Regions from separate parts of the Mus musculus genome. Here region 2 is linked to region 1. Evidence: chromatin contacts called from public HiChIP or PLAC-seq data. All regions are on one chromosome and are shown on one strand. The core of a region is the stretch at or near the end of the contact, and the rest is flanking DNA. Distances in the headings are between cores, read along the strand shown.

The links. HiChIP or PLAC-seq counts read pairs in DNA pulled down with a chosen protein or histone mark.
Region 2: a FOXA1 HiChIP or PLAC-seq map of pancreatic cancer cells shows a contact between it and region 1. The contact joins the enhancer-like site here to the promoter of 9530026P05Rik in region 1. A contact is called at or near these places in 4 of 39 promoter capture datasets (the 3T3-L1 cell line, the C10 cell line, hippocampal neurons and 1 more), 6 of 115 datasets of contacts at active chromatin or transcription factors (astrocytes, embryonic forebrain, embryonic stem cells and 3 more) and 1 of 9 other capture datasets (embryonic stem cells).

The regions. Positions count from the first base shown.
Region 1 is chr6:92,935,731-92,943,073 of GRCm38.p6, forward strand. It overlaps 9530026P05Rik (RIKEN cDNA 9530026P05 gene), which reads left to right and starts at 4,852. Exons shown (of 3, transcript NR_015530.2): 1 at 4,852-5,079. It overlaps Adamts9 (a disintegrin-like and metallopeptidase (reprolysin type) with thrombospondin type 1 motif, 9), which reads right to left. Exons shown (of 40, transcript NM_175314.4): 1 at 7,311-7,343; 2 at 6,317-6,717; 3 at 1,517-1,679.
Region 2 is chr6:93,934,552-93,941,431 of GRCm38.p6, forward strand. All of the region lies in intron 2 of Magi1 (membrane associated guanylate kinase, WW and PDZ domain containing 1), which reads right to left. Among named protein-coding and RNA genes, the nearest start is that of Gm22840, 47 kb to the left of the region's middle. Within about 2 kb of position 1,415, at least 23 of the 459 cell types and tissues checked have an H3K27ac peak or open chromatin away from gene starts, as enhancers often do. A contact at or near this core is called in pancreatic cancer cells, where this site is marked.

The DNA.
Region 1 (7,343 bases), core at 3,602-6,101:
AGCATATATAAGCACATATAACACATGTTTAAATATGTGCTTGCTAATACAGATTTGAGAAATCTAAATAAGGCTGGCTTACCATAGTCAAAAAATAAAAATAAGGCATGTCTTAACTATTAAACTAGCTGGCAGCTGGCAGGCTTGTCACAACTCAAGTGTCTGAGACCATCAACTTTTGGCTTTTCTTTTTGCCTCTTTTGTTTTTAGACAACATCTCAGTATATAGACCAGGTGGTCCTGGAAGTCACAAAGTAACCCAGGCTAGCCTTGAACTCATGATCCTCTCCAGATGTGTGCCATATGGCTTCTTCTGCCCTTTAGAGAGACTAAGTAAAGTGATTTCAGTTATACCCCACCTTCCTGTCACAGTAAGACCACAACATGGATGCAATGAGCCCAGAGACCTACAATTCTCCCACTGACTACTTTCAGATGAGCAGCAGCTATCCTTATCTTTTAGGATTCACTTTAGAAATAATGCCTGAAGTGGGGATGAGGACACGAGGCAACATCACTCTGAGCAATCCTGCTACAGACAGAGATGAAGCTGACAATTCCTTGGCGGAGCATTTCAAGACTCTCCAAGGTTGTCTTGGTCTTGTATGGAGATACCAGAAAACTTTGAATAGCTGCTCACTGTGTTGAGGCAGTTCTTATGAAGAAACAAAGAAACTTCTTCCATAAGCAAGAAGTCAATGGACTTTTAAAAACCATTGTAAGAAACGCCTTAATACGTAAGAACAACCAGCGGTAAGGATGCTACTCAGTGGTAAGCTGTAAGCAGGTGAAAAACAGCCAGGCCTAGGAGTCGGTAAGAAATGCTGCAACACCGCAGACTGAAGTCCACAGACACGCACCCATTTCCTCAAGTGCTCAGGAAAATACATTCCTAATGATGGACCTGCAGACCAGCCCCCAAATCTGTGACAATCTGCCCAAAATGAAGTTCAGCCCTAGACTTAGAGTGTAAGGGTGAGACTGAAACCTACTAAGAAGCTCCAGATCCATTCTTAGATTTCCTGAAAGTCACAGGGCATTAGTCAAACCAATAAACACACAGCAGGTTTTGTGAGCTCCATCATAACATAAAAAAAACAAATAAAGAAAACCCCTGTGAAGCTTGCATAAGTTATAAAACATGGCATGAAACCAAAAGTGAAACCAAATGAGTAGAAGCGATGAAGAAAACATACACGATTGCTCACTGGAGTCACAGGTTCAGACCCCAGCTTTGTTCTGCGCATCAACAAGAACTGGTGGCTTTGCCCACAGATGGGCTGGAGTCATTGCTTCCTGAGCTGGAATCCTGATGGTAAATTCTTAGCTGTGCAACCTTGAATAAGTCACTAAACCTCTCAGTAGTTTCCATCTATACCTTACCTTACTGGGGGAAGGACTAAGCCATATTGTATAGAGTGGTGTCCTGCAAACATGGAGAAAGCCGCTGCCTCATTGCAGCATGGCAATGAACCCACGTCAGCACCGCATCTGTATTTAACCAAGAGGCAAATACCTGAGGTGGCACAGGCATGCTTTCCTGTGGAGGGTTCCCTCTGAGGGGTGCTGTGCCTATAAATAATGTGGGGTTTGTTTTGTTCCTCTTCATCCTCTTGCTCATCCACAGACTGCAGTGGTTCAATGAAATAATCTCCATCGTGAGAGCGGAACGTGCCCATCTGTGAAGAGAGAAGAGAGGTGGATTTACCACGACTCAGCCAACAGAAAGGACAAAAACAACCCAAAGAGTGATTCCAGGGAGGAGCAGGGCAGTTTGTTGGCTCCTCCTCTGCTGAAACTCTTCTGAGGTAGCCTGAGGCAGGTGGCTCCTCTCCACTCCCTGTCATAGTCTGAGCTAATACTCAACCTGACCTCACCTGCTTTTCATAGCTAGGTTTTTCTTGGTGCTTACATTTCAAATCTCTTAATGCCACAGGCAGCTAAAAGAGATCCCGTGGAGTGTTCAGGCTGCCTGGAAAGTTAGCATCAGGGCATAGCTAAGAGACAAGCCAAAAACCCTCTCCTTCACCTTCACTAGGTACAGGTAGACCATAATGACCTAAAGGTAGTGAGGCCTGTAGCTCTGACACGAGGACCGTTCCTGTTCCCTTAAGGCAGAGAGATATCCTGTAAACCAGTGTTGTCACAGGCCGCTACTTGTACCCAGCACCACACCTTCTTGAACCGCTTCCTTACTGGACATTTGGAGGTGACGTTCCTAAAGGGCAGCTGTGAGAGTTCAATGGGATATACCAGCCATTCCATCAGCCAAGTTCGAGGACTTTCTCAGGTTCTGAACTGACCAGTGGGTTTTGTTGTAACTCACTGGTCTTGGGCCAATTTGCTCTTACCAAGCTCTATGAAGGAACACCTTGTAAAAGGCCATTCTCCTGGTCCCCTCTTTGAATATCTACAAGGTTTGCAAATGATTCACAATGCCTCAAACTCGAGTGATTTAATACTATATGAACATTGAAAGTGCCAAGTGTCAGAGGAGACACAAAACTGTTGTTTCTTCACACACTGAAAATAACCAGAAGCCTTCTCTCATTTCCTGGACGCGAGAAAAGACCACCCCTGAATACTAGTGTGGGTACGTGCACCAGCGTCCCGAGTCGACTAGAGAGCCAGGTCACTGGCCTGTGCCTCTATCTGCTGAACTGCACCAAAATCTCTGGGGCCAGCTGAAGAACCAGAATTTTAATGCACTTTCCTCCCAGGTGTCTAATCCAAGAAAATGCACACAAAATGCCAAGCTTTCCCAAAGCAAGGAGGATCAGAGCAGCCTGAGAGAAAAGCACTTTTTTTTCTGATGAGATTCCAAGTGACACACTGTATTTCCAGACTCAGAATTTCTAGGCGTGATGTCTAGAACCTGACGTTTTAACACAACTCTCCTCATGACTCCAGAACATAGACTCAGGCAGAAGTCAGTTTTAGTATAGTCTGTGACACATTGTCAGATCACCAGAGAAGCAGCAGGTTAGCACATTTATGCTCGCCAAGGTATCTCTGTCAGCAGTCAGTATGGTATCTCATAAGCACAGGGCATGTGAGGCCTATGGGGGACAGTAGAAGGAGCCTGGGAGGCACAGACAGGAAGTGATTTGCTTTTCAGTGGGACAGAGCAGGTTGGGGTTAGTGCTGATTCGTGGACCCAGAATCCTGATTTTATTTCAGAGTGTGGAAAAACAAATCTAGTCATTCTCTTAAGGAGTATAGTTCCAACTTGGTCACTTAGCATCTTGAGGCCTGGGAGAGGAAGGCCCAGATATTCTCATAAGCAAGATAGGTAGCTTTGAGGACTGGGGCATTGTATCACAGAGCCTCCAGCAAAAGCTCAATAAATGGTAACAATACAGAGACAAAATCAGTTTTGTTGTTGGTTCAGAAATAATCATTGAGACCCAACTTGTTTTGTGCTGACTTAGGTGACCATCTTTTTTTAAATACATGTATTACATACGCACACACACTATGTATCCTCTAAACTATAGTATGGGAGAGGGAGAGATAGATTCTCGTGCAAATGTACACACACACAGAGGAAGAGGAGGAAAGGATATACATACATACATATATATATATATATATATATATATATATATATATATATGTATGTATCACTGGAAATTAAGAGAGTTTAGAGAAAGTATAAAGCCAACTACTTGAAATACAGAATTTCAGAAGAGAGAACTAAGATGAAATTGGGCATAGGCTATGTGTGAGAGGATGTAATGTTAGGCTCTGATTATCAGCTGTGTGTTTGATATTGTTCACTAGGATATAAGGAGGTGTGGAAGCTACGTGAACAAAGGGTGGCAATGAGACTTTGAAGCCTGCTTATTGACCTGATACTGGTGTGTGGCAGGGGTTGAGAAAGAAAACATAAACTGGGAGAGAAGCAGGTAGATGGAGGTCTTTCTCATACCGTTGTCCTAAAGAAAGGAAGGAGAAGGAGAAGAAGGAGAACGAGAACAAGAACAAGAACAAGAACAAGAAGAACAAAAAACAAACAAACAAAAAACAAAAACCCAAAACAAAACTGAGGCACAGGCATTCCCTCAGCAGAGGCGAGCAATGTGTGAGATGGGATTCAGAAAACTGCAAATGGGAGGGGTGGGTTGGCGGTGTGGGTGTGGGGCATACAGAGTCGGATCACTCTGTTGAGGGCAGATTTCCTGGAGGCCTTCCTGGGCAAAGTGAGGAACATCATTATACAGAGAGGCTACAGAAATGATAAAGAGGAGTCTTGGGAGGAAATAATTCCAGGAGACAAAGAAGGCAGGAAGCTCTGAGCTAGATTAGTGGCTAAAGACATAAAAACCTGGTTCGCTTATTTAAAAAATATATATAGCCCCTTCCTTAGCGACCCCCCCCCCCTCAGAGACATGCTGCAAGTTACATGCCGTGTTATTGGGGATAGTATACTCCAGAGAGTCTTTTCAGGAGCCCCGGTTTTCCGTTCTCAAGAAGACCACGTGCACTGTGTTACCATGTAAAACCACCAATGGAAATTAAGGACCTACGCAGAAAAATATTTATACAACTGCTGGGGCTACTCAGATTCCACCGGTGTGTAGGCGGGGAAAGAGGAGGAGTAAAGACTGTTTACCAACGAAATACACAAGCAGCCGTATCTAAGATCCAGGACTTGGGGGTCCCTAACTTTAAATAGTGGGGTGCACTGATTGTTTGGGATCCGCCTCAAGACTTCAGCCTAGGTCTACCTAGGTGATACCTCTCAAAGACTGGAGCCATTCTTGTGTCCAGGCCCAGGTTTGAGGCCGCGATGACTCAACGCAGCATCCCCTCCCCTTGCTAAACCGCGGTCTCCGCCTACCCCCAATCAATCTCAAGGAAGCTCTTTGGGAGCCAGGATTCCCAGCACTTAGCTGGTGGGCAAAGGGGTTCAACCCCTTCCCCACACCCCACCTTCCCTCCTCCCAGTCTTCGGGATTGCGGAGCTCCTGCCGGGATCCAAGAGCAGGCTCTTGGAGGTCGAAGAAGGATATAACCTCCAGACCTGGAATTTAAGACGCAAGAACCAGCCAGCAAAAGTGGCAGCCGAGCATGCGAGTGAGTACCCAAGCCCCCATTTAGAAAGAGGAGGAGGAGGGTGTGTGTGTCAAGGGGAGAGGGTAAATGCGCCAGGGGCACAGACTTTTAATAGCCAATTGTGCGTAAGGCGCGGTGCAGTGAGCTGGGAGAGCCAGCCGCGGGAAAGTTTCTGCGTCATACGCGCGTGGTAGAAACGCACGTCGCTTGGGAAAGTGAAGGACCACCCTAGTTGGGTCCAGAATTGTACATGACTCTCGACTGTCGTAGGAGCTGGGGACCGATACCTTATTAGCCCCAATGGAGGGTAATGGAGGGTAATGAAGGGGTCAGGAAGAAGAGGTGGAGGTACCAACTTGGATCTCGTACTAAATGCCTACTTGACAGCACTGGGTGGTATCCGTCCTCCCAACCTTCTTAGAGAAACATGAGCTATACATTTCTATTCCTATATTTTGAAACAGCCACAGGTTCTAGAATAGGGTTCTTTTTAAGGCTACCTCTCCAGGCTCTCTCCCATTACTCTAGCGCCTCCAGTCACCACGCCAGCAGGGTGCAGAGTCGGACTGCAGTGCACCACCCCTCCCCCGCCGCCACCTTCCAACCCTAAACACCGCCTTAGAGACAGGCTCCGCCTTCACTCTCGGCTCTCAGAGTATTTGGCCCACCCTTCCTTTCCCCGGACAGGATCCGCTTCCCTGTCAATCTGGTTCAGTTTCAAAATTCCTTGCACGTGATAAAAGGCTCCGAGAGGAAAGAACGCGGGGACACTGTAGTATAGCCGCGTCCACAACATGAGATATCCCAGCACTCCAGTAGGGGTGTCCAGGGATTGTCAGTTTACAACCCTGACTCAGGACGCGCCAATGAGGAGTTGAGTCCGCCCTGCGCTCAGCTGCACAGCCCCAGAGCGGCCAAGTTTGCTACAAGAAACCACAACCCAGCAACTTTCTCTGAGTTTGTAAACCGACATGCAACCTACTCTGCAGAGTTGGGCTGCTTACAGCAAACCCAATCCATCCGATCTAAGACAGCTCCAAATGATACACGACCCTCTGGGGGACAGATGTGTACACTCTTCTCTTCTCGAGTGTAAGAGCACACACTATGCTGGTGGACCCCCAATTCCCGAGAACTAAGCCAGGGTTGATATTTAACGCCAGAGCATAGACTCGGTAGGTTCAGACTAGGGTGCAATTAAGTCTTAAAAAAGCAGACGAGGAGGCGGGGAGGAGGGAAGGGGCACGCGCCCACTTACCATTCCGGAGCACAGGCTGATGACCGCAGTGTGCTCGGACTTGGTATTGACATGGCCTTTGTAGAAACAGTGCCTAAGTTCCATTTCCTCCTCGGAATACAGCTTGGTCTGGTTTACCCCTGGCTCTCCAAGGAGGGTGACAGTGAACAGTGGAGCGATAAATCCGGTATGGGCGGTGAGATTAAATAGAAACTGCTGGCCGAAGGCTGAGAGGCGGTAGTGCTCCTGGGAAGAGGTAGAGGAAGACGAAGAGGAGGCGAAGGCAGGCCAGGGGTCAGAGGCAGAGTTAATGCTTCGCCGCCTTCTTTTGAAGTGCACGTTCGTGGGAAAGGGTTCCCCGAGGGGGTTCACTCGGATGGGAGACGCGATCTCATATTCGCTCAGACTCTCTAATAATTTCACTGCAGGGAGAAACAGAGGCAAGTGAGCTAATCAGTCATTTCCCCCGAAAGCTTTAATTTAAAAAGAAGATGGGGGGCTTTGTCCTAATTTATTTCGCAGCCACTTCGAGTCAATTCCTTCACGCTCCACCACTGGATAAATATTTGTTGAGCGCCTACTGTAATAGTAACAGCCGAGAACTAGGTGAGGGGCCGAGACTACAGCATTTGAAGTCAGACAATGAACAAATATAAAAACATAAAATAATTACAGATTCTGATAAATATCCTAAATAAAATAAAATGTGTGCTATCTGGTGATCCAAGCTATTAATTAGGACTGGTTTGGGTCAAGGGATAAGGAGGGTAAAAAAAGTCAGGTAAAAAGGACTGGGGGTGGGGGTGGCCCTAAAATTCTTGCAGTGCTTCCTTCCCTAATAGTTGACTAAGGATGACCCAGAGAAGGGAGAGGTTCCGAAAGGAGAGGTAATTCTTTCTAGGAAAAGGAGAGAGGCCTCTACTGCGGGGTGCCCGCCCCAGAGCGTGTTCAAGAAGGTGGCGATGGAGTGTGTGGGGGCGTGGGGGGGGGGCTTCAGGGTTCAGAGCCATGTTACCTTGCCTCGGGTGCAGCCTGTCCTTGCGCACGG
Region 2 (6,880 bases), core at 165-2,664, 1.0 Mb after region 1:
GACGATATATTTGGAAGTTCATGTCAGTAGGGAGCAGGGCAGACCTCAATGGAAGACCTTCAGATAGAAAGAAGGTTGCAGGCCCATATAAAGTTCTCACATTGCAACGCATTATCTACAAAGTTCCCACTGAAGTGCACCTGAATTACAAAAGAAACCCCATTTCAGGATTTAAGTTTAAGATTTTGTGGAAGACTGGGTCATTCACAGCTTTCCAGGGCACACATGGCCTGTGAGTCATGGATTGGAAACACCTGACACATATCATGGGAAGATAGAGTGGTATGGCCCCACACAGCATAGCAAAACTGCTAACTGGGAGAGCTGCTGGCCTCTCAGGTCCTTCAAAGTCCCAGAGAGTCAGTGAGGTCCCCCAGGAGAGCAGAGTGGACTCTGGAATCTGAAAGGTCATACACACCTTTGTGGTGATACTCTTCTACAGGTTACCATACCAGTTGCTAAAGAAACCAGCTTAAAGGTTAAACCACTCCCCCACGAACAGACAGACTGACAGACATACTTTCTGAGTTTCGGGCCAGCCAGGACCACATAATTAGACTCTGTCCCAAAGAAAATCAAACCAAAGAAAGAGGACTAAAGGCAACAGGTAGACAAAGCGTTTTGTGGAATTCCTGACATACTGGCTGCACTCAGTGAGCCCCATTTGTTTCTTTCTTCTCATTAATAAAATTTGAGTTATAAAGCTTGGCAGCAGACCTCCCTATACATCATAGGTAACAACAACCATTCCTCGAATCTCCACTGTCTGCAGAATAGGGTAACAACAGTTTGGTTTTCAGACTCCACTGGAACCAAGGGATAAATGACAGCTGCCAATCGAGTGTAGAATTTAGACTTTCAGAGTAGACTTGTTTTTTTGTTTTTGCTTTAGTTTTTTAAATTTGAGACAGTATCTCACTTTATGACCCTGGCTGACCTGAAAGTTGCTATGTAAGACCAAGCTGGCCTGAAACTCAGATCCAACTACCTCTTCCTGGAGTGCCGTTATTAAAGGTGTGTACTGCCTGGGACACCTGATCTTCAGAATAGTTCTTAAGGATTAAAATGAAAATCAGTCTTAATGAATTTCAAGGAGAAAACCCACTAGAATATATAAGATGAGAAAAAGAAGTAAATAAGCAAAAAACATATGCGTGTATAATGTTTATTATGTATACGTGTTTCTGAGCATCATTAAAAATCACCATCATAGCCCAGAACAAACAATTCCCGTAACCAGTGTCAGGTTTATTACTAATAAACGTACACTGCAGGAAATAGCTTTGGAGTTTTGATAGCACTCAGCTTGTCAATACATTGCAATGAAATAAGATGAGTCACCCTGTGCCAGGGCAGATCCTGAAGTCAGTATCTTTGCAGTGGCCCCGGGCCTACCAAGCACCCAGTGTGAAGCCTCAGTGAGTGAGCAGGTGATTCCCAGACGCAGGCAGAGCCCAGGGGAAGGTGCCACCCACCCCAGCCAGGGGCAGCCTGCTATTCTCATGACTCACTGCAACTAAAATTCTCCACTGGCAAGAAGCAAACAGGCATGGAGTGACGGATGGTCCAGCCCAGCAAAGGACTGCCTGTGCCCCTTTCTGTTTGCCATCAGATGAAAAGTCTGAAGAGTCATATGGTGCCTGACTTTTCTGTGGGGACAGCAGGGTCACATGAAAGCCTGGCTGGTCTGAAACATCCTCTGTGCAGGGATTATGAGCACTGCCATGTTGGACTGTGTGCAGCACTGGGCCAGAGAACGGTGCTTGCTCTCTGAATGCTGGGCGCAATCTTACCAAGTGAGCCACCTCATCTACTCTGATCCCACTCTAATTTCAAATTCTATTCATGGGAAAAACATTTTTTCCCCTAATCCATATTTTTCAAGGTTGGCTCAGAACTTCTTACCTGGACTACTGTGTGACTGTTCTACCTTAATTTATAAGTGACCAGGCCTGAGCAATTAGTGATGACACTGCCAACTATCAGCACTGCGCCAAGCATGAGAAAAACGTGTGGGACAGTCCAAAGGGTAAGAGCTCGTCACCACCCACGAATCGTTTTTATTGTTTAACCTCTCCATTACACCACATTAGCACATCTCAGAATACAAGCTACATATAGACAACATGTGGGATAGGAAATCCTATACCGCAGAAGGAATCTTTCATATTTGTTCTAAATCTTGAATTCTTTAAGGAATTCTTTAATGTAGGACAAATAAGTTTTCATGAAAAAGGAAGCCGGGGTGTTCATACTGTGCCATAAAGGGGATAGATAAGTAGGCTGGAAACAGACTACAGAGAGCCAAGGACACATGGGAAAATATTTCTGCTGCATGTACAAGGTACAGTAAAGATGTGAGAAGCGAGGAAAACCAATTCTCACCACGCTGCAGGCAACAAACTCCAACGGTGAAATAAATAAGAGAAGGTTTAAAAAACGAAATGGGGGCTAGGAAGAAGGACCAGTCAGTAAAGGGCTCACTGTCCAAGTACAAAGATCTGGGCTCAGGCCACCAGCATCCACAGAAAAATTGGAGCTGGAGAGATTACTCAACATTCACAATGCATCCTGCTCTTGCAGAAGACCTGATTGTAACAGTCAAGCTAGGCATTTTCCAAATGACTTTAACCTGCATACAAATAATTAAATATAAAAACAAAATAGAAGCTGGAGAGATGGCTCAGTGGTCTGGAACACTTGCTGCTCCGGGAGAGAGGACCATGATTCAGTTCACAGCATTCGCATGGTAAATCACATAAAATATAATTCCATTTCTAGGGAATCCAATACCTTCTTCTGGCTTCTGCAGGCATCAGGCATACATGTATGTAGGCAAACACTCATGCACATAAAATGAAAAAAATAATGCCCAAGGTGTGGTACTGTGTGCCTACGAGATCACTGAAATCTGACACAGGAAGATAGATGTGAGTTTAAAAATAAAAGAAAACAAATTTTACAATACAGGAGTGTAATCCCAATGCTAAAAAGGCAAAGATAGGGGGGATTTCTGGGACTTACTGAATAGCAAACCTAGATGAACCTGAGATCCAGGTCTTCCTCAAATAGCCCTCTCTCACAAAACAAGGTAGGTAACTTTGAGGAACAACACTCAAGGTCAATGTCTGGTACACACAAGCAAGTATACAGATGTATCCACCCCTAGCCCTGCATGTATGCATGCTGTATACATTCATGAATACATACCTACAGGGGGGGGTGAGGGAGGAGGGAAACAGACAGACAGATACAGACAGACAGACAGACAGACAGACAGAGAGAGAGAGAGAATATGTATCTGTCTGTCTGTACTTCAGGCCCATGAGAGCCTATATACCCTAGATGAGATTGAAGGTAGAGATGACAAGGCAGACCATCTATACAAATCACAGGAGAGTATCTGAGACACAGTAAGAGTTACAAAATTAGGTGACTATCAATGTTATAAGTCAGGTTAGGCTTTGCAGAGAGCTAAAGAACCCTTTTAATTTTAGGCAGCACTTTGATTAGAGGGTAACAGCCCTGACAGTTCTCAGATGCCTACACAGCTCTCTACACACTCCAATTGGAACCACTTCGTTAACATCAAACACAACCTGAGCACAGACACACACTCCAAAGACAAGCTACATTCGGCACCAGCTTCTTTGCTCCTGATCTAACGTATCATTAGCTCAACCTGTTAAAGACCATGGCAGCATGGGCTGATTTCAGATAAGCCATGGTGGAAACAATGGTACTTAAGAGAAGACTAATAGGTCCAGATAGTCCCTAAAGTAATGCATAACTCCATGAATGAGGGGGATACGTGGTCAGTGTGGGCGGATGGTCAACTATCCATCTAAGTATGGCACCTCTGTAAATAAAGATTGAGGTCACCTGTTTATCAGATCCAATTTAAAATGTCTTAGAGATCAAACACAGGTAATCTCTTTGTAAATTCCTATAAATTAGCTGGGCGTGGTGGCACACGCCTTTAATCCCAGCACTCGGGAGGCAGAGGCAGGCGGATTTCTGAGTTCAAGGTCAGCCTGGTCTACAAAGTGAGTTCCAGGACAGGCCGGGCTACACAGAGAAACACTGTCTCAAAAAAAAAAAAATTCCTATAAGTTAATAATCAATACCTCTTAGGCAGGTTACAATGGTCTCAGAATCAAGGAGAACCTTGACCAACAAAAGATCAAGCTATACAACAGGCTCCACATCTCCTTCTCCTTCCCCCTTCCAGGAGACATTTCTTTGCCTGTGTGGGAAAATGAGCTCCTGAGAGCAGAGCTGCAAGACATGGGAGGCAGAAGGTGTGTGTGTGTGCGTGCGTGCGTGCGTGTGTGCGTGTGTGTGTGTGTGTGTGTGTGTGTGTGCGCGCGCGCGCGCGCGCACGCTTAGCATTGCAGAGAAGTGACATTGCTGAATGAGCCATGAGCTGCATCTTGCATCTCGCTTTGACAGTGGCAGCACGGCAAATGACAAGCCCTGTCAGGTAAGGCATTTATCCTCACAAGGAACGTGGCCACTCGGAAGCAACAATCTTAGATGCTGTCACATCATTGAAGACAAAAAGTCATAAAACAGGAAGGCTATCATTGAGGGAGGTACAGCAATAGAGACTGTAATTAAGAGCTGCTGCAAAGGGCTCTTACTCTGGGCTTGGATTACCTGCCAAGTCACCAAAGAAGTCCTTACCAGCCATCTCTGAGGGGAGCAAACTTCTGAGCAGCCTGTAGGCCTATGCAAAATCAGCTCGTAAGGGCTGCCTAACCAAAATAATAATAATAATAATAATAATAATAAACAATGAATGCTCCTCCATATTTCTCCTTTTGTTATTCATTCAACAAGTAGTTATCTTACTATCCAGGCACCAAGCTGAGGGCACAGGGTCACTAAGGGAGACATACTACCTGGCTCAGCAAAAGTTGATTCGAAAGGACACAAACTACATAGAGTAGGAATTATAGCAGGCTCAGGACATGGTAAAAAGTGAGGTGCTTTGGGAGCCCTGAGGATGCCTGTCCCAGTGGAGAAGATGAGGCAGGACTTCATAGGAGAAGAGGCATCTAGGATAACCTTAAAATTAAAATGAAAATAAAGAACTGGTCAGTGAAAGCAATGTGTGCACACAGAAGGCTGATGTCTGCTGGCGACAGGAAGAAGTCTGTGTGGCTGACCCATTAGGGAGGGGCTGCAAAACAGGCTTCATGTGCCTCAGGACAGCTACAAATGAGGCACAAGACAAAATGGTAAACTTAGGACATGATGAGATATCGTGTGTGTGTGTGTGTGTGTGTTGGTTCTCATGTGTGAGATAGTGTGGCAAACTCAGGAAGTTGTTTAGGCCTCCAAGGTTAGGCCTTATAGGCCTCCCCTGCTCCAGAGGTACTAGTTGAGCTCAGATCACTACGTCCATTTAAAGAGCATCAGAGGGGTTCTGTAACGGGCACGAGGGGCCAGAGCTGGCAGAGCAAACCCTCCATACTTCACACCCGGACTTCTAACTCCTTCTGCATCTAGCTTTCTCATCTGTATTCATTTTTGTCCTAGGGAGTGGGAGTGATTTTCATGGTAAATATAATGACGTTCCTACCATGATGACCTTTTCCTTCTACTGAAGTTCTCAAATAGAGAAAAATAAAAGGACAATAATAGCTGCAACTCAAATAGGACGGGATGCAGGCATTAAAAGGTGACGTGGATAGTATGCAAGTTAGACTTCAACGGAGTTACTGAAGATTAAAAATAATCACGTCAGCAGTGGGTGAGAAGGGAGTATTTACAAGTGTGACCGAGCAGAAGTTAAGCTCAGTTATTCCTGTGATTATTGGCATAACAGACTACTATCATGTGTGTTGCTGGCATGCATAGGACTGAGTTCTGAGCTGTGACATCCATCAAAACCCATACTCTGAAGATGTTAAGATGATTTGAGACTAGAGAAACTTCATTTCTTCACCTCCAATGACCAACATAGATCTATGATGTGGAGAACAGAAACTCATCACCATCCACAAACCCCTGCTCATGAGGTCACGCTTCCCCATGCAGAGGTCAGTTAGTGTCAGCCAATGGATGTTCTAGAAGGCAATGGGTCACGGGAACTTTTTTTTCCTATTATACCTCAAGGAGGATTGATTCTCCCAATACAGGGCTTCCTCAGCCATTCAGACAAGGCATCGGCAAAGACCTCTGCTTTGCCCAGCACAGGGCCAAAGTGTCAAAATAAACACATGTGGTAGACTATTCCAAGCCTACCACACATCTTATATCACCCTCACCAACTCATGTTAAAGACCACATCATGGGCAGGAGAGGTCGCTCAGTAGGCAAAGTGCTTGCCACATAAGCATGAGAACCTGAATCCCACCTCCAGTACCCACAAGACAAGGCAGATGTGCTGACACCTGCTTGTAATCCCAGCCCTGAGGAGGTGGAGACCTGTGTGTCTCTGAGGCTCTATGGGCAGTCAGCTTAGCCTCAATGGTAAGCCCCAAGTCCTAGTGTAGCTTACGTTTTCAGTACCTGAGGAATGACATCAAAGATAGAACCTTGGGTCTCCACTTCTAATGTGGGTATACATGCACATACATACGTACATACATACATACACACCACACTAGCCACAGAAATAAGCCTTATTTCCTGACACTTTATAACTGGATGTACAGTGAATGTATATTCTTTTTTAGGTCCAAACATTATTTAAACTTTACAAATTCCCGATTTCCCAGTTTCATAAAAAATGGAACATCAATACCATTTTTTCAAGCAAAGACAAACATGATTTTCCCACTGTTTTTAAAAGACTATGGTCATTTGGGGCCTACTTCCTAAATAGTAGCAAACTTAAAATCAAGCCACTTAGCTCACAGTGAGGTCCAAG